Regions from separate parts of the Mus musculus genome. Here regions 2, 3, 4 and 5 are each linked to region 1. The links are chromatin contacts, called in public HiChIP or PLAC-seq and promoter capture Hi-C maps. All regions are on one chromosome and are shown on one strand. The core of a region is the stretch at or near the end of the contact, and the rest is flanking DNA. Distances in the headings are between cores, read along the strand shown.

Region 1 (4,367 bases), core at 1,619-4,118:
CGATAGAAAAGATGGACTCCACCAACAGCCACTCTCAGTAGAAGTCACACTACAAAACTTGCAGGAGTCCAGTCAGGAGAATGTGTTTATGGCTGCAAAGACCAAAGCAGGGGTCCTAAATAAGACTTGAGACCCACACACTGTGAAAGGAAAGTGGAGCGGGACACTCACAAGCCTCAGTTACCACAAGACCCAGTCACGAGACTCTGCGAGATTTCCCAACATGTAACCAAAGGATTAGTATTTATAATAAGTAAAGAAAACCTACAAATCAGCACAACAAAAGAAAAACAAGAAGAAAGTGGTCTTAATGGTTCACAAAAGAAAACTCCTCAAGGCAGTCATAACACGTAGGCTTCATTAGGGAGATGAAAATTTCAACGGAAGAGCATTACCTAGCAGAACTGAAAAAGTGGAACACAGCAGCTGTCAGCAAGGCTGGAAAGCAAGAACAGGGACACACTCACCACCAGAGGCCAAATCAGTATACTTGAAAACGCCCTGCCGCTGGGATGACTCCATGAATCAATGAAAGACGCCCATCGCTTCTGGGCTTTTGGCAAAGATCACATATGGCTCAAAAGCAATTAGGTAAGTTGGCCAGGGTGTGCTCCCAGATGTGTCCAAAGAAAGGTATCTACCCATATTGCTTTTAAGATCAAAATATTAAGCCAGTTGTAGTGGCTCATGCTATAATCCCCACACTTGGGAGACCGAGGCAGGAGGATTACCCCAAGTTCATTGTTAGCCTAGGGAACATCACAGCAGTGAGAGGTAATGAGACAGAGCCACAGGTCCTAACATGCACGAGTCCCCAAGCCAAACTGCAGAGGAAACAGCTGTAAAACATGTGAGTCGACTCACATAAGGCCCATGCAGGCCAAAAGAACAGAGCTCTGTTAGTGAAGAGCAGCATCAGGTACCTCTCCCAGGTGAATAAGGAATGTGGCTAACCCTGGGGGGAGGGAGGAAGCAGCCTGTAGTCTCCACGCTGCCATCCACATTTTATTAGTTTTTAAAATGAATGCATATTTTTAATGTATGTGTGACTGTGTCTGTGTGTATCTTTGCATGCAGGTGCACTTGCAGCTACAGAGGCCAGAGGTCAACCTCAGCTATCATTCTCGAAAGATTTGTCTGTCTACCTTCTTTCCAGTAACTCCTCTTACTGGCCTGACGCTTACAGGCTGTGTAGCCTGGACTTACACTGTCTTACACTGAGGTAAAGTGCACTCCACTATGCCATCTGTTTTAATACGAGTTCTGGGGATGGAACGTTGGTCCTGGAGCTGGCACCATTTCATCCCGTTTCTTGTGGTAGCACTCTTAATAGGAGCCCAGGCTGGCCTTGAATACATGATCCTTCTGCCCAAGCATCTATTTTTTTTTTCATTTAAATTGTGCTAGAAATGGAAGCCAGGGCCTTGCTCCCACTAAGTTACACACCTGGCCTTTATTGTTTCAACTTTCTCATAATGTTAAGTAAACATCAAGATATTGAACAGCCCCATCTTGCATCTTCCTTCCAAAGATTTCAATAAGAATATTTTTATCTCATAATATGAAAACAATGTCGAATGCCCACCCAGCCCCAAATTACAGAGTGTGCAACAGAGCTTAAACTAGCCACGACTTCCATGGTTCTTAAAACCTCCTCTACCTTCATCTTACAAGCTCCCTGCTAGTTCTGAAACCTGGTCAAGGAGCCAAACATGCTAGTTAACAAATGGGATCTAGATCCAGCTTCAGCTAGCCACGCAATCCTATTTTAATAAGACAACAATTTTAAATATTTTTTGGTTGTTCTTTTTTTTTTTTTTTTAACTAAAGCCCATTATCAGGCTGGAAAGCAAATGTTTCCCTAGATGGCAACCTCCCGGGACCCCGTAGTGAGTCAGAGAAGGTAGGCAATGAAACCTGGGAAAGTGCTACAAAAGCCCTACTCCGTCCACCTTCAGGCCCCGCCCACCTCCCATATGTCAGCGCAGGACCGCCCGCCCACTAAGTTCCACCCAAACCCTCCCTTACCCCCCACCCCCCATACACTAGGTCCCACCCACAGAGTTCCACTCAGACCCTCCCTATTAGCCCCTCCCACCAGGACCCCCTTCCACGGTTCCAATCCGCCCAATGAGCCCCGCCCAGACCCTATTCCGGTTACGCCCATCAAGCACCCTCCACAGACCTCCGCTTCGCCCCACCCACCAACCTTGCTCAGACCCCGCCCACCAGGCGCTAACTACTGAGCCCGGGGTTCGCCCGGCTCACTGCTCAGACCTCTGATCAGTCCCCAGATCCGGCTCACAAACTTACCCAGCCTCTTTATCGACGCTCCTCCCCGCCCGGCCCACCCTGTCCTGGCTTCACCTTCACTTCCCTCCTCCCACCGGGATTGCTTAGACCCTGCCCATCAGGCCACGCCCCAGAGCTCTGCTACGGCCGGCCCCGCCTACCCGCGTGCTGTGTGGACAGTAACTCTTGCTGAAGATCATCACCCTGTTGCCCTCGATGAGGTCCCGCAGGCGGCGCCGCAGCTCCTCGCGGGCCTCAGAAGACGGGCGGCTGGTCCCAGGGGAGGCCAGGCGGGCGCGGCGGCCGGGTGGCGACGACATGAGGCCGCCACGGACAGCACCCAGGCGGCGGTTGGGGAGGACTCCAACCTTCCCCAGCCCGGGCGAGGTCTGCGCCCGAGGAGGCGGCGGCGGGGACGGTGGCTTCTCCAGGGCTTTGTTGTCGCTCCGGGCCGAGCCGGGCCTGCTGAGGAACCGGGACGCGGGCGGCCGCCTAGGGGACGACGCCGGCAAAGCCGCTGAGAACTTGAGAACGCTACGCACTGGCCGCGGGCGCACCGGACAGCTACGGGGCCACGCCCCCGACCGCGCGACCCACGGAGAGGGCCCGCCTACCGACCGGCCACGCCCCCGGGAAAACTTTGCCCCACCTCCAGGCCTCCACAGGGCTAAGCTACGCCCCCTTAGCTCAGCCTGGTGAGCCTGCAAACTACTCTGTCTACCACCCAGTGGCACAGTGGCAGTCACTTGCCATTTTCAAAGGTGCGGAATCAAGCTTGTATGCTCTGCTCTTCTTGTAATTACTGTTTTCATTATCGTTTTACCACAGTTTTTGACACCCAGAGGCCTCTCTACAGTTCCTTCCGCTCCTGATTCTCCACCAATCTCAAAATAGGTGCTTTTCAGGAAGGGTAGATGTCTCCACTTTATTTCAGAAAATGTGACAAAAACCTTGTCTAGGAAATACTGATTCTTTTTTAATTTGCACTACTGAAGCTGAATAAAAATTACTATTGCAATTCAGTTTCAATATGAGGTTCCTAGGTTACTACCTCCCCAACCCCTCAACCCACACACACCCTCAGCAATTCACTGTGACAGTGTACTGCTTAGTTTTTGTCAACTTGGAGCATACTAGAGTCACCTGGAAAGAGACTCAACTGAGGAAATGCTTCCTTCAGATTGGCCTGTAGGCAAGCCTGTGGAATATTTTCTGATTAATGATAAATGTGGTGGCATCAGGCCCACTGGGGAGGGGGTGCCACCCTTGGGCAGGTGGTCCTAGGTGGTAAGAGAGCATGCTGAGTGAGCTATCGAGAGCAAGCCCACGAGCAGCAGTCAGCTTCTGCTCCTTCTTGGGTTTTCTGACTTCCCCCAATAATGGAGTGTGACTTGGGACTTTTCCCAAATAAACCCTTTCTTCCTCTAAGTTGTTTTTGGTTAGTGTTGTTATCACAGCAACAGGAAATAACTAGGGCACAATGGATTCTCAAGCCATCCCCAACACAGGAACCATTTGGAAAGAAGGTCAAATAAGAACAGGCGGTATGCAAACATTTTATCAACTGAGCCCTCTCCCTGGGCTCACGTTTTAAAGTTATTGCTGTAAGCAGCCCTTCTGAAGTTCAGCTTCCTGTAAATGAGCAGAGGCACGGACTCTAATTAGTGGCCACTGTTAGTCAGTTAGCTGGACTATCCTTAGCACCTGTGGTCTGGAACGCCCACTCCACAGAGGCCTTGAGGAAAACTGCATGGCCAGTGTATCTGGTGCCTGTCTGAAGGGCAGGCTCAACCAGGGCTGCTTCAAACATTTGAGCCAGACTTGTTATCACCAACCCTTGAACCCTAGAAGACCCTACTAAAACTCAAATCTTTTTCACTTGCAACCCTTTTTAACCTGAATGATTTCACATGATCTCAAAAGTACATTCAACAGATTCACAAACATTTACTGGTAATAAATCATAATGAATTTAATTTTTAGGAAAATCTTAGGTACCTTTATAATTTCACCCTTTATTAAAGATGAGAGCAAATTTACATTCTAATGAGATGGATGGATAGGGTTGTTTGTTT
Region 2 (3,984 bases), core at 468-2,967, 680 kb after region 1:
TCAGACTCTGCCCCTCTGGATGCCCACCCTCTGGAGCTCTGAGCATGTGGATTGTGGAGCAGGGGTGCCTGTGGAGCCACTTCAAAGATACAGCTCCTAGGATGGGCCTGATGTCCTTGGCTGTTCTCTCCCCTAGACCATCCTCCTTGCCTCCCTCTCTTCTTTGTCCTGAACTTTCATTTCTGATCAATCTTACTTCTTTTCCAACCTATCTTATCAGCATATATTAATTATACAGAACAATATATTTCATTTTTTGGCAAATCATACCTAATGTATTTCAAATATATACACCCCTCCCCATTGTGATCTTCTTGTCCCATTCTTCCCAGTGAGCCATCCTCTCCCCCTGCCCCACCTCTTCCACACTAGGACCTATGGCCTCCCAGGCCATGGGCTTTTGACTTCACTTACAGTACAAGACCTGAATTGCATCCCATGGAACAGGCACTAATTCCAGTCAGAAAGAGATGATGGTTCCTGTAACAGACCTGCCACTATCACCTCTTGCCTGGCTGGTCACTCCTATGGCATAGAGTCTGAAACTGAGTAAGCCAGTTGGTGACAATTCTCGCCCAACAGCCTGCATAGCACTTTCTGGCACTGGCTAGCAGGAAGGGAGCTTTGAGCCCAACCCCAGCTTGATTTCTTTATTTCCTCAACCAAGATGTCCAGTACTACATTGTCAGGTCTTTTTCCTGATGCTCAACCAACAAGCTTTTCATCCTGCTACCAGCCATTCTGCAGCCACTGTGACTGCAGGCATGGCATGTCCACAGCACCGGAAAGCAGGCTGGATGCAACACAGATACATTGTTCAGCTCAGCACGCATGGGATCCTGAACTCCACTCCCCAGGGAGGGGAAGATGGAAAGGGAGAGGCAGGCAGGAAAGGGAGAGAAAAACTTATGAGACTCCATGACTTTATGCAGAAAGCCAGATTTCTGCCTGCCCCAGGAAAGCCTCCCTTTCCTTCCATTGGTCAGAAGCAAGTCAGATGACCACTTTACCTGCAGGGAAGCCAGGACACATGACTCGGCCACAGAAGCAGTTAGTGGGGGTAGAAAAACAAGAGAGGATATGGCGTCAGATTTAGCCACAGATGGAAACGGTGGCCACCTCAATCAGGAAGGGCAGCAGCCAGAGAGAGAGAAAAGCAGGAATCGCAACAGGGCCCTGAAGAGGAGACAGGGAGGAGGTAGTCTGCAGGCACAGCCAGGTGACCACCATACAGAGGACATGACTCTGACCACACAGGCCCTGTCCCTGCCTACCACAAGAATGTGCGGGTCCATCTTTCTGTTATAAGCATCAGACTCCCACTCAGACCCATCTATAGCCTGGGGAGGGCTGGCTGCACTCAAAATGCAAGGTACCCTAGCATCCAGCGTCTCCTCCATCTCTCATTTTCACCTTAGTGGTGCCACTTCAAAGCACCTTTCCCAGTGGGGCGGTGCCACCTGGGACCAGCAGCTCCAAGTTTGTTCCAACATTCCTCATTGCCTATGCTTGACTGATGTCCCCTCTCCCAAACCCACTCTTAGAGACACTTCCAGGCCAGTCATGGGGAAAAAAAAAAGGGGGGGGGGTGTTTGCAGTCTGTCATGTAAGCAAATCTGTGGCCTGGCTTCAGTGGCTGGTCTCCCTAGCCACATTCCAGACATTCACAGGCAGAAATCTGGAGTCTAGAAATATGTGTGAGACTATCCCCAAAGAATGCAAGGAGTCAGGCTGAACGTATGTGCCAGCGTGACGTGGTCAGGAGACCAGATGTGTGGTCCTCCCCTCTACAATGAGATGGCACCACCTTTCTGGTTGGGATAAGTGGACCCAGGCCTTCTGCTCTCAGCCTGCGGAGCCTCACTGGGTTTCTTGTTCCTGGTACAAAAATGATTTGATCAGGGAACAAACAGGACCCAGGATCAGATGACAAATGTCTATAGCAGAGCTCAGGAAAGGGAGCCTGTTCGTCACTGAAGGAGGAAGGGACGATTCAGGAAGTCACAGGGCAGACCATGGCACGTTCAGGGTGAAGCGAGCCTCTGTGTGGAGCAGAAAGCTAGAGCAAAGGCTGCAAGAGCTGGCTGAAATGGAAGCATTGGCATGCCGCTCCGAGGCTGGCTTCCGCCTGAGGGCCGTTTTCTGAGGCAGGGTCTGGTGATGAGACTGTATGAGCAGAGTGCTTCAGATAAGGAATCTCAGGTGGTGTCTTGTCTCAGCCATGCCCAGGCTGAGCAAAGCTTGGCGTCACAGGGCTGAGAAGCAACTAGCGCAGTGTCCACCACAGCAGGAGGGAGCAGAAGTCCAAGGCCAACCTCCACCCTTCCTAGGCCCTATTCTACAGCTCTATGTTCCACCAAAGACTATGACCCCAGGGTGGCTAAGCTCACAGAAAGGCACACCATGGACCCAGGGGGACAAATGCTGATTAGCCTGCTTGGCTCATCTGCACCTGTCTACTAAGTTGTGTGAATTCAGACAAGATTTTTAACCTCTCTGTGCCTTAGTTTCCTCACTTATAAATTAAGAGTGGTGAAACACACACATAACTCCAACAATAGTTTGGGTTATAAATCAGCCAATGTGTGTGGTGTGCACTGGAAAGAGAAATATCCTCCTGAATAAAGGCTAGAAGCCGTGAGAGAGGCGTGACAGCCGCAGGCCCTGACAATCCACACCACTGTAGCCCCCTGCTGGCCCTTCAGCTGAGCCACGGCTGGCTCCACGCCCACTGAGAGCGTAGAAGACAGAAGACAGCTCCAGTTCTCCTTAACAGCTAGGAAGAGCCTGCCCTGGCCCAGAGCCAGACAGGACTACTCTCAGCCTTGGTCTTCCTGCGGTGCAGAGGACTGGCATGTGGTACAGGCCTGTGGGCTGCTCCAAGATGTCACTCTGTCCTCCCAGTACCCCAGAACTGTCTCCTCCATCCTCAGCCCCAGGAAGCCTGTGAGTGGTCTCCAAGGCAACAGGGCATCAGAACAGCAGAGAATATGTTGAGGATGCTCAAGAGTAGTTGGGGGTGGAGGAAGCCCACAGATTGATACCTACCCCATAAGGCTAGCAAGGATCTGCCTGTATCCACTGCCCCCACAGTCTCCTGGCACCCACCCTGACAGATTCTATCTTCTGGGAGCTACAGACCTTCAAGTCAGGTTGCTGATGGTCAAACTGAGGTACAGAGCAAAGTAGCTCCAACCAAGATTGTTCAACCGTCCCTCCTGGTCCTTGCCTTTCATTAGGTGATGGTCAGGACAGCCAATGGGGAGGCAGCAGAAGGCTGGGTTCAGAGGCTTTTCAGACCTGCAGATTCCCAGGTGGGAAGCTAACCACAGGCCCAGGGAAACCCTGGCATGCAAGTCCTAGTTCCCCTCCCAAGGCCACAGCAGATATTGCTAATATGCAGACATGTCTCAGGTCATTTGGAAACAGCACACAGGAGAAGGGGCAAGAGCCTGAAGATGGCAACTGTAATAGCATGGATCTCAGGCGCTTGCATGCCACAGGGGCCAGCCCCTTAACCCCCTCACCCTAAACTAATTGTGTCTCCTTCAAACTTCACATTCACAACATATCCTCACCTCATACTATATTTGGAGATAAAACCTATCAGGAATAAATTTCAGTTAAATGAGGTCATGAATTTGAGCGGGGATCTGATCCAACAGAATTAGTGTCTTCATAGAGACACACTCCCTCTCTTCAAGTATGCCCAAAGAAGAAATCGCACAACACACAACAAGAAGTTAGGAAGCCCTGGCTGTTCTGCCCTGACCCCAAATGCATAGCCTACAGAACAGAGAGAATGAGTCCATCTAAGGTGTCAATTTGTGGCAGCTGGTGCCAGCTATGACCCTCACATAACAGCTCTGCTTGAATCTCCGCTTTACAGAAGAGGACACAGGCTCAGGCAAGTGATGCCTGTGAGTACATCTGTAAGGGTGGAGTGAGGACAGACCAGGTCATCCCTCCACCGCCCACACTGCA
Region 3 (4,087 bases), core at 327-2,826, 610 kb after region 1:
CTGCTGAGGGGTCTAGCTCCCGCACCTCTATAAGGCCTCCAGGGGTCATTGCCATTTCTTCCTCCAGAATACAACTCTGCAGATAGCTCCTGTACCTGTGGTACTCCCCACCTCTGTTGATAACCCTAACCCTAGCCTATCTAATTCATTTGGGAACCAAGTTCCAGGTGCACTTTCCACAACTCAGGGAAGCCATGACACCTTTAGACCTCCAGGGTTCCAGCATCACTTGCTATGATGAACAGTTTCACATGTCAGGAGCCAACGAAGGCTAGAACTGACTAAGAGAGAAGATGAGACCACACAGAGTCAGGTCACACATACAAGACATGACCACTGTCCTCCACTAAGACCCAGACTCGCTGGGCACTTGCTGGCAGGATATAAGAGGATAATGGAACAGAAAGGGTAAAAACAGACAGAAGACAGGCTTCTGGCTGCCTAGGACAGTGACAGGCATGGAATGGCTCAAGCCAAATGCATTTGGGAGCACTAGGCTTTTGCACTGGGCCCTACTGGCACCCTTACAGATATGGGTCGTGCAGAGCTGACATCAGGGATAAAACTAAGGCTGTTAGGTGGCATGTTCCAGACCGGGGCAGCTTCTCCCTGGTGGCTGGGGAAGGGGAAAGTCCTTAAGGCCTCTCTGCCTAATCTTTAGGGCATCCTCAACATGAAGTCCTTTACTGGCTTTTCTCTTCTACCCAATGCTCTTCACACCTCCCTCTCCCAGGTTCCTACCCATCCTAATGTGGTGAGAGTGGGGCTCCTTCCTCAAGACCCTGTTTCTATCCAGTTGAAACCAGTTAAATAATAGGACTGCACAAGTCGAGTCTATACCTAGAACTCTCCCTTCTGTTCGACCCCCACAATCCCAGAAGTGCATAGCCTGGTTCGTTCTATTCATAGGATTTGCTGACTCGGATAGCAGAGACTGGGGTGCAGGTGGGTAGGGCAGCACGGGCTCTACACCAGTGTCATTTCTGTCTGTGCCCATGATGATGAACTCAGCTTGAGCAGAGGAGACCAAGACCGTTTCTTTGAAGCTACTGGAGAATGTCCAGGGCTTGCAGTAGCCTAGAGAAGCCTCCGTGCCTATCCCTTCTCACTTGAAAGCAGCAGGGCGCCTGTACTCCTGTGTGTGGTCACCTCGCTGCCTCTCCTGCTTGGTGGGGGTTGTGGAGACTTCTGGGCTTTAAATCCTAAATTCTCAGCAAGGACTAAGGAGGGTGGCCTTGGGCAATGCCAGTCAGGGACCTGACACAGCAGCTCCTAGCCCTCAAGTGGCTCCACACTCTGAGTCTGGCCATTAGCTCTCTCTGGGCACCAGGAAGCTGCCACTCTCCCTGCCTGGCTTTTAGTCCAGCACAATTAGGACCCATTATTTCTGCCGTGTTGATTCTTGAAAAATCATTTTAAATTGCCATCCTTTCTCTATGCTTTGGAAAAGGAACGCACCAAAGAAGATGAAAACAGAAAAGCGTGCCCACACCCCCCGCCTGGCTCCCTATGCCCCCCTCGGTTCCCCCATTTCTCCTGACCCGTTCCCTTGGCAACCAGCAACTGGCTGCTGCAGTATTCAAAGGGAATCTCACAACCACACATCAATGAACGCAGGGGATGCTTCCAGCTGCCTGAGATGAGAGGATGGACAGACAGCCACCCAGCCACCCCAAGAAGACATGCAGACCGACAACCATGAAGAGCAGAGAGAGAAAGACAGAGGAGGAAAAAAAACCCAGCTTGCTGCAGGCAAAAAGGCAGAGACCCCAGTGATGCCAGGGTGGCTAGGCTGAGTAAAGCAGAGACATACAGGCAGGATGGAAGAGAGACACAGAACGGAGCACAGACAGACAGACAACCAGACAGGCAGGCAGGCAGGGCATGAGGAGAAAGAAAGAAAGCCTGGGACAAGGCATAGTTGGAGTGGAGGCTGGTGATATAAGCCACCTGCTCTCCTCTTCTCTCCTCCTCCCTCCTCTTCTCCCTCCCTTCCTCCCTGCCCTCCTCCCTCCTGTTCCCAAGCAGACTTCTCTTGTCAGGCTGCACTTTCCTCTCTTCCTTCGGCCTTTCTGCGTCTCCGACCATGATTAGCTTTCTTCCAAACCGGACAGGTTCCAAGTCAGGCACATTGTCCCGACACCATCTTGTCCCTGGCTAAAAGTGGGAATAACTCTGCTACAGTCTCTGAGGTGTTATTTCTAAATTTCCAGCAGGGTTCATAAAGAACACAGTGAGACCTCTCTATAGAAAGCAGCTCCGGGGAGGCCAGTGGTCCCTTAAGGATGAGCCCAAAGCTCAAAGCACCTAGATGGCCCCACATGAGACAGAAAGAGCCTCAGCAAAGATCTCAGTGCTGGCTCTGTTTCTGACCCCTGCCTCGCCTCACCCCAACCTGTCCCCAGAGTCCTGGGCTTCTTACATGTGCCTAAAAAGTGTCGGAGAAGGAACCAGAGGAAAACACTGCTAAGGTCAGAGGTTGGAGTCAGGGCAAAGGCCATGGGTCACTCTCAGAGACAGAATGACAGGCCAACTTGGAAACCTCCTCTGCTCTGCTGTGGATCACCATGTACAGCTCAGAGCCTCCCCAGGTCTGTATGCAAGCAAAGAGCTTCAGCCCACAGGGGCCACTCCAACAGGGAGGAGTGTTGGCTCTCAGGACAGTGTTGATTAAAAGGACCAGAACCAATCCCAACCTCCCAATAGGGAGGTGACACACCCAGCAGGGAACACGGAGGCAATGCAGGCTGCCGAGGAGCCCAGGACATAGCTGGAATGGAGGAACCTCCTGAGTGCTGGAGAACCTAAAGGATGCCCTCCTCCTGGGTACTCAAAGAGCCTGGAGGAAAACTCCCCTGCTGCACCATGGAGGAGTCTAGGGTCCCTTCTCTTGGATGCACAGGAAGCCTGTGGGATGCCTCCCCCATGTGGGTAGGTGCAGGCTCAGCAGGACAAACCGTGCCAGGCTTTCAAGAGAAGCTGAAACATGGACTTTTAATGCCCACTCTTAGTTTAATTATTGATGGCCAGTTCCATTTTTAAACAGCTGAAGGCAGAATGAGATTCCAGAAGCTAAATTGCCACCTGCAGTGCTTGCCTATGTCAGTAAAGAGTGAGTTGTAGGGTCTCAGTTTAACAAAAGGGGGCGCCCTTGTCGGGACTATGGGTGTAGGGGGAGAGGCTCCTCAGAGGCCAAAATGCAAAGTTTCACCCATCTCTGCCCAGGAGGGGTGGGTGTGGAGTAGAAGACCTCAGTTGAGAAGGGGGAATGGTCAGGGGGGGACCTCAGATGGACAAGAGACTCAGTGAGGCCCTGTGTGGTGTCTCACAAGAAGTATCACTGTGCATGTCTTGTGACCTCTGCTCACAGCCAGCAAAGTGACTCACAGAGAGTCACCAGCCTATAGCCTCTGAGGCATTCACAATCCTGGACAGCAGGCTGGAGCCTCTCCCAAGAGGACATCCAGGAGCTGCCCTGAGGCCACCAGGGAGTCCTCTGAGTTCAGCCAGGATCTGTTGAACGGTTGTAGGGTGGGGACCTCAGGCAGGCTTTCTGAAGCACAGCCTTTGGGCTCAGACCTAGGAACACCAGCAGGTGTCCTACTAGGTTAGCAGAGTGTAAGCTCTTTACAGCCCCAGTTCATGACCTCAGCAGTCAGGCCAGGACTCAGGAAGGCTGCTGTCCTTCAGGGGTCTATAGAGCAACTGACGTCATGGTGGAGGTGGTCCAGGTGGCCAGGCCTGCAGAACTGAGGGAGATACCCACCATCCCACCCAGCCTCTTTACAGCTTCAGCCTGCCCCTGCCAAGCCTGCCTTTGTATCAATTCCCGGTGGGCTTAGGTAGTTGATGTTCTGTCACTTGTAACCAGATATATATCACCCTGAACTTACTGGCTTAGTTCTGGGTTCTTAACAAGATCCCCAGGTGATTCATGCCAAGCCTCACTTACGAACAACTGATGTTCACGGATGCCAATTAAAGGGTTGTGTGACTGGACCCAGCTATTCGTGAGGAATCCCATTCTGTATTCCCACAGGCCTTCCCCACACCCGTGTGAGCATCTCACGTGTTCCCCCATCCTTGC
Region 4 (4,059 bases), core at 1,111-3,610, 630 kb after region 1:
TCACAGTCTACGCAGCAGGCCACTCACTCAGGGCCTCCGGAAAGCTGAGGTTCAGACGGGGCCTCTAGTGACTTGGGCTCCTGAGAGGCAGAGCTCAGTCTTCTGGCCCAAATCAACAAGTCATCCGCATCCCACCTCCTAGAGTCATGGGAGAGACAAGAAGCATGAATAGATGGCTCTCAAGGCCGAGCCCCTCTACCCTAGACAGCAGCAGCTGTGTGTGGACAAACCCCAGACCCTCTGCTGCTGCCGAGTCTCCAGTCAGGAAACCTGCTTCTCAGCCAGGGCTCTGCTGAGTGACACGCTCAGACAGCATCAAGAACAGAGCACGATGCTCATGCTATGCACAGCCTCAGTGACTGCCTCTGCCACCCTGGAGTTGATATTTCCTCCCCTCCCACCCTGCTTCTCCCAGCGATCCTTCTGGGTACCAGAGTGTGGCTAGAAGATCAGCTTGCAGAAGGGATGCTACCACTGCACTGCGTACCCTGCCCCCACTTACTGTTTCCTCTGGGTGCTCATTGGCATTCAGGAGTCCTTGTTGAAACCCACATGCATGGATGTGCAGAAAGGCTGCACCAGCTCTGGGTTCTTATCTTCTGTAAGCCTCTACTTTGCCTCTGTGCAATGGGCACCAAGGGTGGCCAGGAAACTCGGGTGTGTGCATAGTGCCATGGCACACAGCAGGAGTGATGGAGGGCCAGAAAGGGTTGTGTACCTGCCTTCCCAGAGGAGTGCAGGTTGCTTAGAAGAGGTGAGAAGGTATAGGTCCCTTTCTGATTCTTGAAAGGATCATGGCGTAAGGTAAACAGACTTGATTTCAGGAGCCGCAAAGGGAAAAAAAACAAAACAAAACACCTGAGCAGGAACAGCCTGTGTGCCAGCAAAACAGAGAATCCATTGTCCATGTGCATGTTTCGGTAAAATGGGGCTCAGAGGAGGCGAAGGAAGGACTTGGAGCTCAGTGAGCAGGCACACTCCACCAGGGCCAGCTGTGGCCTGTGGAGCCTCCAGGCTGGGTTTTCTAGGCAGCATGGAGCTGGATCCTCCAGGGGGTGAGGGAGGTTGGGTAGCACCCAGGTTACAAAGTGCAAACATCCTTGGTGGGAGAGGTCAGGAAGAGAGAGCAAGCACCCCACCAGAGTTCTCCCTGCTGCTGAGCCAGGAGGCTGCTAGATCTGCCTAACCCTGCAGCACAAAGTTAATTTTGGGTCTCCACAGTAAACAGGCTTCCTAAAGCCATGGTTAAAGGGCTCTGGCCGTGCAGAGCTAACTGGCATCAGGACCCTCCAGCTCACATCTGGTTCCATTGTGATTCCCATATCCAGGAAAGATGTAGGAAGAAGCACTCAGGAGCTGCTGAAGAAACTGGCCCCCTGATGCCAGAAACCTTGTTGGCAGCTTCCTCCTCCTCTCCTTTTCCCTCTCCCTCTTGCGGCTGTCTAATAAGGTCAGCTCAAGGCTTGGTGAAGGTAGATGGCAGGCAGTATTTTTCAGTCCTGATGGATTCTGGTGCTCCTGAGCCAAGTGTAAAGCTGGTTCCTCACAGGGTCCAGCCTCCAGGCCAGATGATAACCCGAGACCAGAGGCAACAGCCAAGTCTATCTGAAAGCATCTCTCCCAGGTCCCCGATGCAGCAACTGAAATTAAGACTGACACCAGGGCTGGGACCTCAAACATGGCAGGACCCTTCTCTGGAAGAGTTCAAAGTAGAAGTCCCACGCACACAACTAAAGACAACTCCAATCTGGTATGCATACGGTCTACAGTGAAGGCGAGGGAGGACTTCCTCGAGGCAACAGAGCCCCCACTGCCTCCCGAGGGAGGCCTAGTCGCCATCCAGAGCGTGAGAAACCGGGGACAATGACTCCCTCTCCTGCAAAAGAAACCCTCCTGGTCAGAGAGAACAGTAGGATGTATCAGGGAACTTTCGCCACCTAAGGAACTAGCCCGAGTCTCAGCAACTTTTGTTTGTTTGTTTGTTTGTTCTTTTGAGACAGGGCTTCTCTGGGTAACAGCCCTGGCTGCCTGAAACTAGCTTTGTAAACCAAGCTAGCCTCAAACTCACAGAGGTTGCCTGCCTCTGCCTCCCAAGTGCTGGGATGAAGGCATGAGCCACCTTGCCTGGCTTTAGCAACTTAAATCAGCACAATTCCTTGTTTTCCCTTGTTCTGTGAGTTGTCAGGTCATTCTTCTAGCTTCCTGTAGTTCGGCTGGTTCCTCTGCTGAGCCGAGGGTTCACACCCACACTATTCGCCCTGACTTCAGGCTAAAATCCCAGGTCAGGCTCCGGGGCTGCACTCTGGTGGGTGGGGACAGCTGGGCGGGGCTTCTCCAGCTTCCGGGCAGGCTGGAGCGGCAGCTGCGGTGCAGTCTCAGTCCCAGTCTCTGCAGCTGTATTGCCTCTGTCAACGGGCCGACGGGAGGATGGGAAGCCCAGGAAGAAAAATAACACACAATTTAATCTCCCCAAATCAACCCATCCTACAAAGGGAAAAATAAAACAGAGTCTCCGCCAAGGCTGACCTTCTGTTTACATTTTCCTTGGCAACTGAGAAATAATTGCGGTTCTGCAGGGCCCTCCCCTCCCCCACCCTGCCTCATCCTATTCAAGCGCGACCAGGGATGACACTGGAATCTTGAACCGCACTAAGTGGTTACTATGGTGTCAGGCTGAAATTGTGAATCCCAGAGGCTGCCACAGCAGGGAGGCGGGGAGCCAGGGCAGAGTCTCAGCCGAGGCTAGTGACTGGGGGGCCTAGCCAGTTAATAGCAGACAAACTGTGCTCGCAAAGAGTAGAGTAGGGGGTTGAAAGATACGGTGGTCAGAGCAGGTGCAGGACCAGACCCAAGTCCCAGTCACACCCCCTGAGCCTTACTCTGTCCGGGCTGCTCTTTCACCCTCCACCCTGTGCCCACCAGGATTGAATCTCTGCCCAGCCCCACAGAAGAAATCCTCAGGATTTCTTTCTTATTTCCCCACAGAAATCCAGAGCCTTGGTGCTCACCCAAGGAACCTGCAGAGGTGCTTTGGGTACCACCCTGCACTTCTCCAGCTCTGCCACAGAGAACTACAAGCCAATCCTGCCGGACTCACACTGATATGTGTCAGTGTAAGATCCCTCCACTGCCACACCCTGGTTCCATTCCCACCTCCAGACAGTGAGTGACCTTAGACCCTACTCTGACCTTGAACCTCTTCTTCTCATGCCTGTGCCTTGGGGGGAAAAATCTTCTAAAGAGCACATCAGATCTTGTCTGTAATCTTCACTGAGAGAGAGCTCTTGAGTGGTCGCGGTGCCTGCCCGGCTCTGACTTCATTTGTTCCACCAACCATATCATTCTAGCTATCCTGGCCTCTGAACTGCTCCCTGCGATGGCCGGCTTGCTCCTGCCCCAGGACCTTTGAACTGGTCATTCGTTGCTACTGTGACTCCTTCCCAAACCACCACTGAGGCCTTAGGGATTGCCTGATCACTGTTGTGGTCTTCATGCTTCAAACAGGACAAGCACAGGGACGAATGAATGAATGAATGAATTAGCCATTTCCTGGTTTCTAATCCCCATCTTCTCTGTCTCTACTATAAGGATCTAGACCATCAGAAGAGGGACTCAGAGGCTCCTAAGAAAGCCCCAGCCTATAAACATGTAGTGTTCCACCCACTCAGTGCTGGACCCATGACTCACAAACTTCCATTCACTAAGACATAACAATGGGAAAAATGAACACAGGGTTCCCAGTCTGTTTTTTGGTTTTTTGCAAGATGTCGTACAAATTCCCCACCTGGGTCTTTTCTTTCTTCCTTCCTTCCTTCCTTCCTTCCTTCCTTCCTTCCTTTTTTTTTTTTTTTTTTTTTTTGGTCTTTCTTTCTTTATTAGGGCTGCCCTTTCTTTTTTAGGGCTGCCCTCTTAGCTCTCTTTGGGGATGTATTTGTTCTTTATTTTTCCCATCTCATCCTGATTCAGTGTGGACTATCAGGCGTGGTTCCTGGCTGTGGACTGAGGCTCTAACAGCCAGCAGGAAACTTACCCAACATGCTCTACAACGCTCCGAGGTCT
Region 5 (4,393 bases), core at 1,473-3,972, 580 kb after region 1:
CTGGCCAAGCCCAGCGGGAAGCACTTTGCAGTCCTGTGTTCTTAATGCTCACACTAGCAGCCCACAGAGAAGCAGCCAGAGGCTTGGAGATGCGACAGGGACCTGCCTGAGTTCTGTTTCTCGGTGAAAGAAAAAAAATCCACAGAACACTTGTAGACACAGTGGAACAGAGCCGGGAGCCTGACCGGGTCTACCTGAGCCTGTCAGCCTCACTCTGATCCCACACTGAGGCATTCTTCATAAATAGGCTTTTTTATTAATGCGCAAAAGCAGGGGCTGCACTGTGCTCGCCATGTCCCACTTTATTCCTTGGAAGCAAAAGCACAGAAAGGAATGTTCTGGTAACACAGTCGGAGCACAGGGGATGTGGCTGAGTAGCCTGTTATCTGTGACATGCAACCTCTGTCCTGTTCTAAGCCTGGTCCTGCCAAAAACACCCTGGGTCCTGGCTTGCTTAGTCAAGAGGAGAAGCTGCAGGAGGGCAGATGCATCCTCTGATTTAAGTTAATAGGCATCCCTTGCAGTGGTGGTTGTGATGTGGGGTTGGCTCAGGGATGCCATGGCTGGCTAAGCTGGAACTGGAGAAGACATGACAAAGGGAAGCAGGATTGTAGAGTGTCTCACCCCGTGAGATGAATAAAAACAAAAGGGAAAAGCCTGTTTAAAAAGCATGGAAGAGCCTGGCTGTGGTGGCACGCACCTTTAATCCCAGCATTCCAGAGGCAAAGGCACTCTCTGAGTTCGAAGCCAGCCTGGTCTACAGAGTGAGTTCCAGGACAACCAGGGCTACACAGAAAAACCCTGTCTCAAAAAAGAAACAAAGAAACAAACAAAAGCCTGGAAGAAAAGCTGGGCAGATGGCTTAGTGGGTAAACAGGACTTGCCCTGTAAACCTAATGACCTGAGTTCAAATTCCCAGAAACCATGTAAAAGCCACAGGCATAATGCAAATGTCAGTAATCCCAGGCACCCCTAAGAGAAAATCAGAGATGGAGACAGGAGGACTGCAGGAAGCCTGTGGGCTGTAACCTGGAGAAGGTAGCAGTGAACAAGAGTCTCTCCCTCTCCCTCTCCCTCTCCCTCTCCCTCTCCCTCTCCCTCTCCCTCTCCCTCTCCCTCTCCCTCTCTCTTTTACACACACACACACACACACACACACACACATGCAAACACAGGCACATCATAAACACACAAATTCAAAATTAGTTAACTCCATTAAAAAGTAAAACAAAAAGCCGGGTGTGGTGGTGCATGCCTTTAATCTCAGCACTCAGGGGGCAGAGGCAGGCGGATTTCTGAGTTCGAGGCCAGCCTGGTCTACAAAGTGAGTTCCAGGACAGCCAGGGCTATACAGAGAAACCCTGTCTCAAAAAACCAAGAAAACAAAACAAAACAAAAACAAAAACACAATAAAAGTCGGGTGTGGTACCCATGCCTTAGTTTGTTATGTTTCCATGACAAACTACTCGCATTTAATTTGGGGCTCACAGTTCCAGAGGTTTACTCCATGGCCATCATGGTGGGGAAACATGGCACCAGGCAGGCAGGCACGGAGCTGTAGCAGGAGCAGGAGCTGAGAACTTACATGTTGCAATACGATCTGAGACAGAGAGAACTAATTGGGACCAGCCTGGGCTTCTGAAACCTCAAAGCTCCTCCCCCTCGACACCCCCTAATCCTTCCCAAACAGTTCCACCAACTGGGAACCAACCATTAAAATAGACGAGCCTATGGGGACCATTCTCGTTCCAGCACGCAGAGGAAGAGGCAGGAGGATTACTACAAGTTCAGGACAAGCCTGATCTACACAGTGAGATGGTGTCTCGAAACATGTACAACAGAAAAAAGGAAGGAAGGCAGACTGGAAGGAAAGAAAGAAAAAATAGGAAGGAAGGAAGGAAGGAAGGAAGGAAGGGAGGGAGGGAGGGAGGAGGGAGGGAGGGAGGGAGGGAGGGAGGGAGGGAGGAAGGAAGGAAGGAAGGAAGGAAAGAAGGAAGGAAGGATCCCCAAACAAAACAAGAAAATATTCACTACAGTAAAAGAAAAGAAAGAATAATGAAAATCAATCAATAAGGAACTTTAAAATCTCCTACCATAAAAGGCCACCACCCTGGCAAGTGTCACCACCCTAGTCCTCCTGCAGGCTTTCAGATAGCCTGTACCCTACTCCCAGCGCAGGCATCAGGAGGGAAAACCACTGGGATTCCCTAAGCAGCCTCAGGCCTGGCTCTGAGCCGAGGCCTCCAAAGCAGCACCAGATCTCACTTCTATTTTTTTTTTCCTAAGATTTATTTATTTATTATATGTTAAGTACACTGTCACTGTATTCAGACACACCAGAAGAGGGCATCAGATCTCATTACGGATGGTTGTGAGTCATCATGTGGTTGCTGAGACTTGAACTCAGGACCTCTGGAAGAGCAATCAGTGCTCTTAACCACTGAGCCATCTCTCCAGCCCCAGATCTCACTTCTAAACCCCTTTTAGGCATGATCTTGGACCGGTGTTTTCTGCACAGGATCCCTCCCTCTTGGGCACCTGAAGGAAGCCACCAGCACCCACCCTTCTGAGAAGAGGACCTTTGTTGTTTCATTCCACACCCGCCTTATTGACCAGCCTAGGAGACAGTCAGACAACTGCCACATGCACCAGGTCACCAGCTGAGGCCCAGAGCAGCTGCGCCTGCACAGTCTCAAGTTTTGAGGCAACTCCAGCAGACTGGGCCCCAGAAGGCTATCACCTGCTGAGACAAGTCTCAAAGACTGACAATGCTTCCTCTCTCAGTATATAGACACACATTAAAGGCTAGGCAACAAACAAACCCTCAAGCAACCATGACACAAAGGAAGTTAAGATGACTCCAGTGACTATCCCCAAAGAAATAGAGATGTGTAAGCTGCCCAAAAAGGAGTTCAAGCTGTGACCATCTGGGAAGCGTGTGACACAGGCAAGGAGGCCAGATCAGAAGTTGAGGCCAACAACAAAAGGAGTCAGGGCTGAGTTACAGGATGCCCAAGGGCACTCCCAAGGGCAAAGAACTCTTGAACTTGAAGGAAAAACATTTGAGATCAGCCAGTAAGAGGAAAATGAATAAATTTGATGGGAGAGAGTGGAGAAAGCACAAGGCAGGGTGAGAATCCTTCAGCAGCAAACCCAAAAAAACATGGGTACCCAGAAGAAGAGAGGAGAGGGGGAGTAAGTTTATTTACTGCCTGAGCTGGGCATAGTGGCACACTTTAATCCCAGAACTTGGGAGGTAGAGGCAGATGGAACTCTGTAAATTCTAGGCTAGCCTGGTCTATGTAGTGAGTTTCAGGCTAGCCAGTGTTATTACACAGTGAGACCCCATCTCAACAACAAAAACAACAAAAACCAACCACCACCAACACAAACCAACCAGCAACTACAAAATAACATTTAAAAACAAAAGAAAGAATGGCTGAATATTTCCCACGTCTTGGGAGATATTTGAACACACAGATTCATGGAGCTCAAAGGATACCAAGTAAAGGTGACTTTGAGGAATATTCCAGAATACATAATAATCACTTTCAAAAGTTAAAGACAATCTTGGAGCCCAGTCACATGTGAGTGAAGCCCCAAAAGGCTACCAGACTTCTCAGAAGCTGCCCATGCAGAGCTTGCTCAGCACAGGACTGTGCTGCCTACAAAATGAGCCTTAACAAATTCAAGGTGTAAATCACCCCCTCTCTGTCCCTGCGATCACAGGGGTAGTAAGTCAGAAGTCAGTAACGGGAAGGATGCTGGGAAATTATCAGCTACGATGAAGTTAAACGATGCACTGCCAAGCCATAAATGGGTCCTCAGTGGTTTGGAGAAGATGTCCCCAACAAGGCTCAGGCTTATGAATTGGGCTTCTCAGCTGGCGACCGTTTGGGAAGGGTTGGGAGGGATGGCCTTTTTGGAGGAAGTTTCAAAAGCCTTTTGCCATCCCCAGGGCATTGGCTCAGCTCGATGCTTGTGGATGGAGGCATGGGTGCCCAGCTATGGCCTGAGTACCATGCTTGCCTGCTCACTGCCACACTTTCTGCTACCCTGGTGATGGACGACTATCCCTCTGGAACGGTAAGCCTCAAATAAACCCTTCATATTGTAAGTTGCCTTAGTCATGGTTGGGAAACCAGAGGAAAGTAACTAAGCAGAATCAAAGAAAGTTTTTAAAAATCCAAAAATATCAGGGGCTGAAAAAAGAAATAAAAAGGAAAGGAAAGGACATGACTGTTCCCAGGTATGGTGGAGGAGAAATTTATTATAGATAAAGGGAGAACATAGCCAGAGGCAGGGGCATCTGGGAGAGTCCAGAGTGGACATGGCCCTGAGCCATGTGAGGAGGGGGGAGGCAGAGGGAGAAGGGAAAGAGGGAGCCAGGCAT

What was found. Promoter capture Hi-C pulls out the DNA fragments that hold promoters and counts their contacts. HiChIP or PLAC-seq counts read pairs in DNA pulled down with a chosen protein or histone mark.
Region 2: a contact with region 1 is called in an HNF4G HiChIP or PLAC-seq map of pancreatic cancer cells. The contact joins the enhancer-like site here to the promoter of Txnrd3 in region 1. A contact is called at or near these places in 18 of 39 promoter capture datasets (the 3T3-L1 cell line, 3T3-L1-derived adipocytes, the HPC-7 cell line and 13 more), 2 of 15 datasets of contacts at CTCF or cohesin (the NIH/3T3 cell line and large pre-B cells), 22 of 484 Hi-C or Micro-C datasets (the N1E-115 cell line, adipose-derived mesenchymal stem cells, bone marrow-derived macrophages and 16 more), 22 of 115 datasets of contacts at active chromatin or transcription factors (the NIH/3T3 cell line, a beta-TC-6 cell line, bone marrow-derived macrophages and 15 more) and 3 of 9 other capture datasets (adipose tissue, embryonic stem cells and macrophages).
Region 3: a contact with region 1 is called in a promoter capture Hi-C map of hippocampal neurons, with 7 times the contacts expected there. The contact joins the enhancer-like site here to the promoter of Txnrd3 in region 1. A contact is called at or near these places in 11 of 39 promoter capture datasets (the 3T3-L1 cell line, 3T3-L1-derived adipocytes, the C10 cell line and 7 more), 3 of 15 datasets of contacts at CTCF or cohesin (large pre-B cells, pro-B cells and stem cell-derived epiblast-like cells), 11 of 484 Hi-C or Micro-C datasets (the G1E-ER4 cell line, the HL-1 cell line, the N1E-115 cell line and 4 more), 16 of 115 datasets of contacts at active chromatin or transcription factors (the 230-238 cell line, T-cell acute lymphoblastic leukemia, astrocytes and 10 more) and 1 of 9 other capture datasets (embryonic stem cells).
Region 4: an H3K4me3 HiChIP or PLAC-seq map of embryonic forebrain shows a contact between it and region 1, with 5 times the contacts expected there. The contact joins the enhancer-like site here to the promoter of Txnrd3 in region 1. A contact is called at or near these places in 11 of 39 promoter capture datasets (the C10 cell line, cranial neural crest, embryonic stem cells and 5 more), 2 of 15 datasets of contacts at CTCF or cohesin (large pre-B cells and pro-B cells), 2 of 484 Hi-C or Micro-C datasets (bone marrow-derived macrophages and embryonic stem cells), 16 of 115 datasets of contacts at active chromatin or transcription factors (the 230-238 cell line, bone marrow-derived macrophages, embryonic basal ganglia and 9 more) and 1 of 9 other capture datasets (adipose tissue).
Region 5: a contact with region 1 is called in a promoter capture Hi-C map of stem cell-derived epiblast-like cells, with 4 times the contacts expected there. The contact joins the enhancer-like site here to the promoter of Txnrd3 in region 1. A contact is called at or near these places in 13 of 39 promoter capture datasets (the 3T3-L1 cell line, the C10 cell line, the SN4741 cell line and 6 more), 2 of 15 datasets of contacts at CTCF or cohesin (large pre-B cells and pro-B cells), 12 of 484 Hi-C or Micro-C datasets (the G1E-ER4 cell line, the HL-1 cell line, bone marrow-derived macrophages and 5 more), 8 of 115 datasets of contacts at active chromatin or transcription factors (embryonic forebrain, embryonic stem cells, kidney and 3 more) and 1 of 9 other capture datasets (embryonic stem cells).

Annotation. Positions count from the first base shown.
Region 1 is chr6:89,642,489-89,646,855 of GRCm38.p6, reverse strand. It overlaps Txnrd3 (thioredoxin reductase 3), which reads right to left and starts at 2,868. Exons shown (of 16, transcript NM_001178058.1): 1 at 2,454-2,868. The coding sequence starts at 2,723.
Region 2 is chr6:88,958,859-88,962,842 of GRCm38.p6, reverse strand. No RefSeq gene overlaps it. Among named protein-coding and RNA genes, the nearest start is that of Gm36409, 13 kb to the left of the region's middle. Within about 2 kb of position 1,717, at least 73 of the 459 cell types and tissues checked have an H3K27ac peak or open chromatin away from gene starts, as enhancers often do. A contact at or near this core is called in the NIH/3T3 cell line, adipose-derived mesenchymal stem cells, bone marrow-derived macrophages and 8 more, where this site is marked.
Region 3 is chr6:89,033,155-89,037,241 of GRCm38.p6, reverse strand. No RefSeq gene overlaps it. Among named protein-coding and RNA genes, the nearest start is that of Gm36639, 11 kb to the right of the region's middle. Within about 2 kb of position 1,576, at least 41 of the 459 cell types and tissues checked have an H3K27ac peak or open chromatin away from gene starts, as enhancers often do. A contact at or near this core is called in the HL-1 cell line, cerebral cortex, embryonic forebrain and 1 more, where this site is marked.
Region 4 is chr6:89,007,317-89,011,375 of GRCm38.p6, reverse strand. No RefSeq gene overlaps it. Among named protein-coding and RNA genes, the nearest start is that of Gm36639, 14 kb to the left of the region's middle. Within about 2 kb of position 2,360, at least 136 of the 459 cell types and tissues checked have an H3K27ac peak or open chromatin away from gene starts, as enhancers often do. A contact at or near this core is called in adipose tissue, bone marrow-derived macrophages, embryonic basal ganglia and 4 more, where this site is marked.
Region 5 is chr6:89,058,075-89,062,467 of GRCm38.p6, reverse strand. No RefSeq gene overlaps it. Among named protein-coding and RNA genes, the nearest start is that of 4933427D06Rik, 36 kb to the left of the region's middle. Within about 2 kb of position 2,722, at least 8 of the 459 cell types and tissues checked have an H3K27ac peak or open chromatin away from gene starts, as enhancers often do. A contact at or near this core is called in embryonic stem cells and stem cell-derived epiblast-like cells, where this site is marked.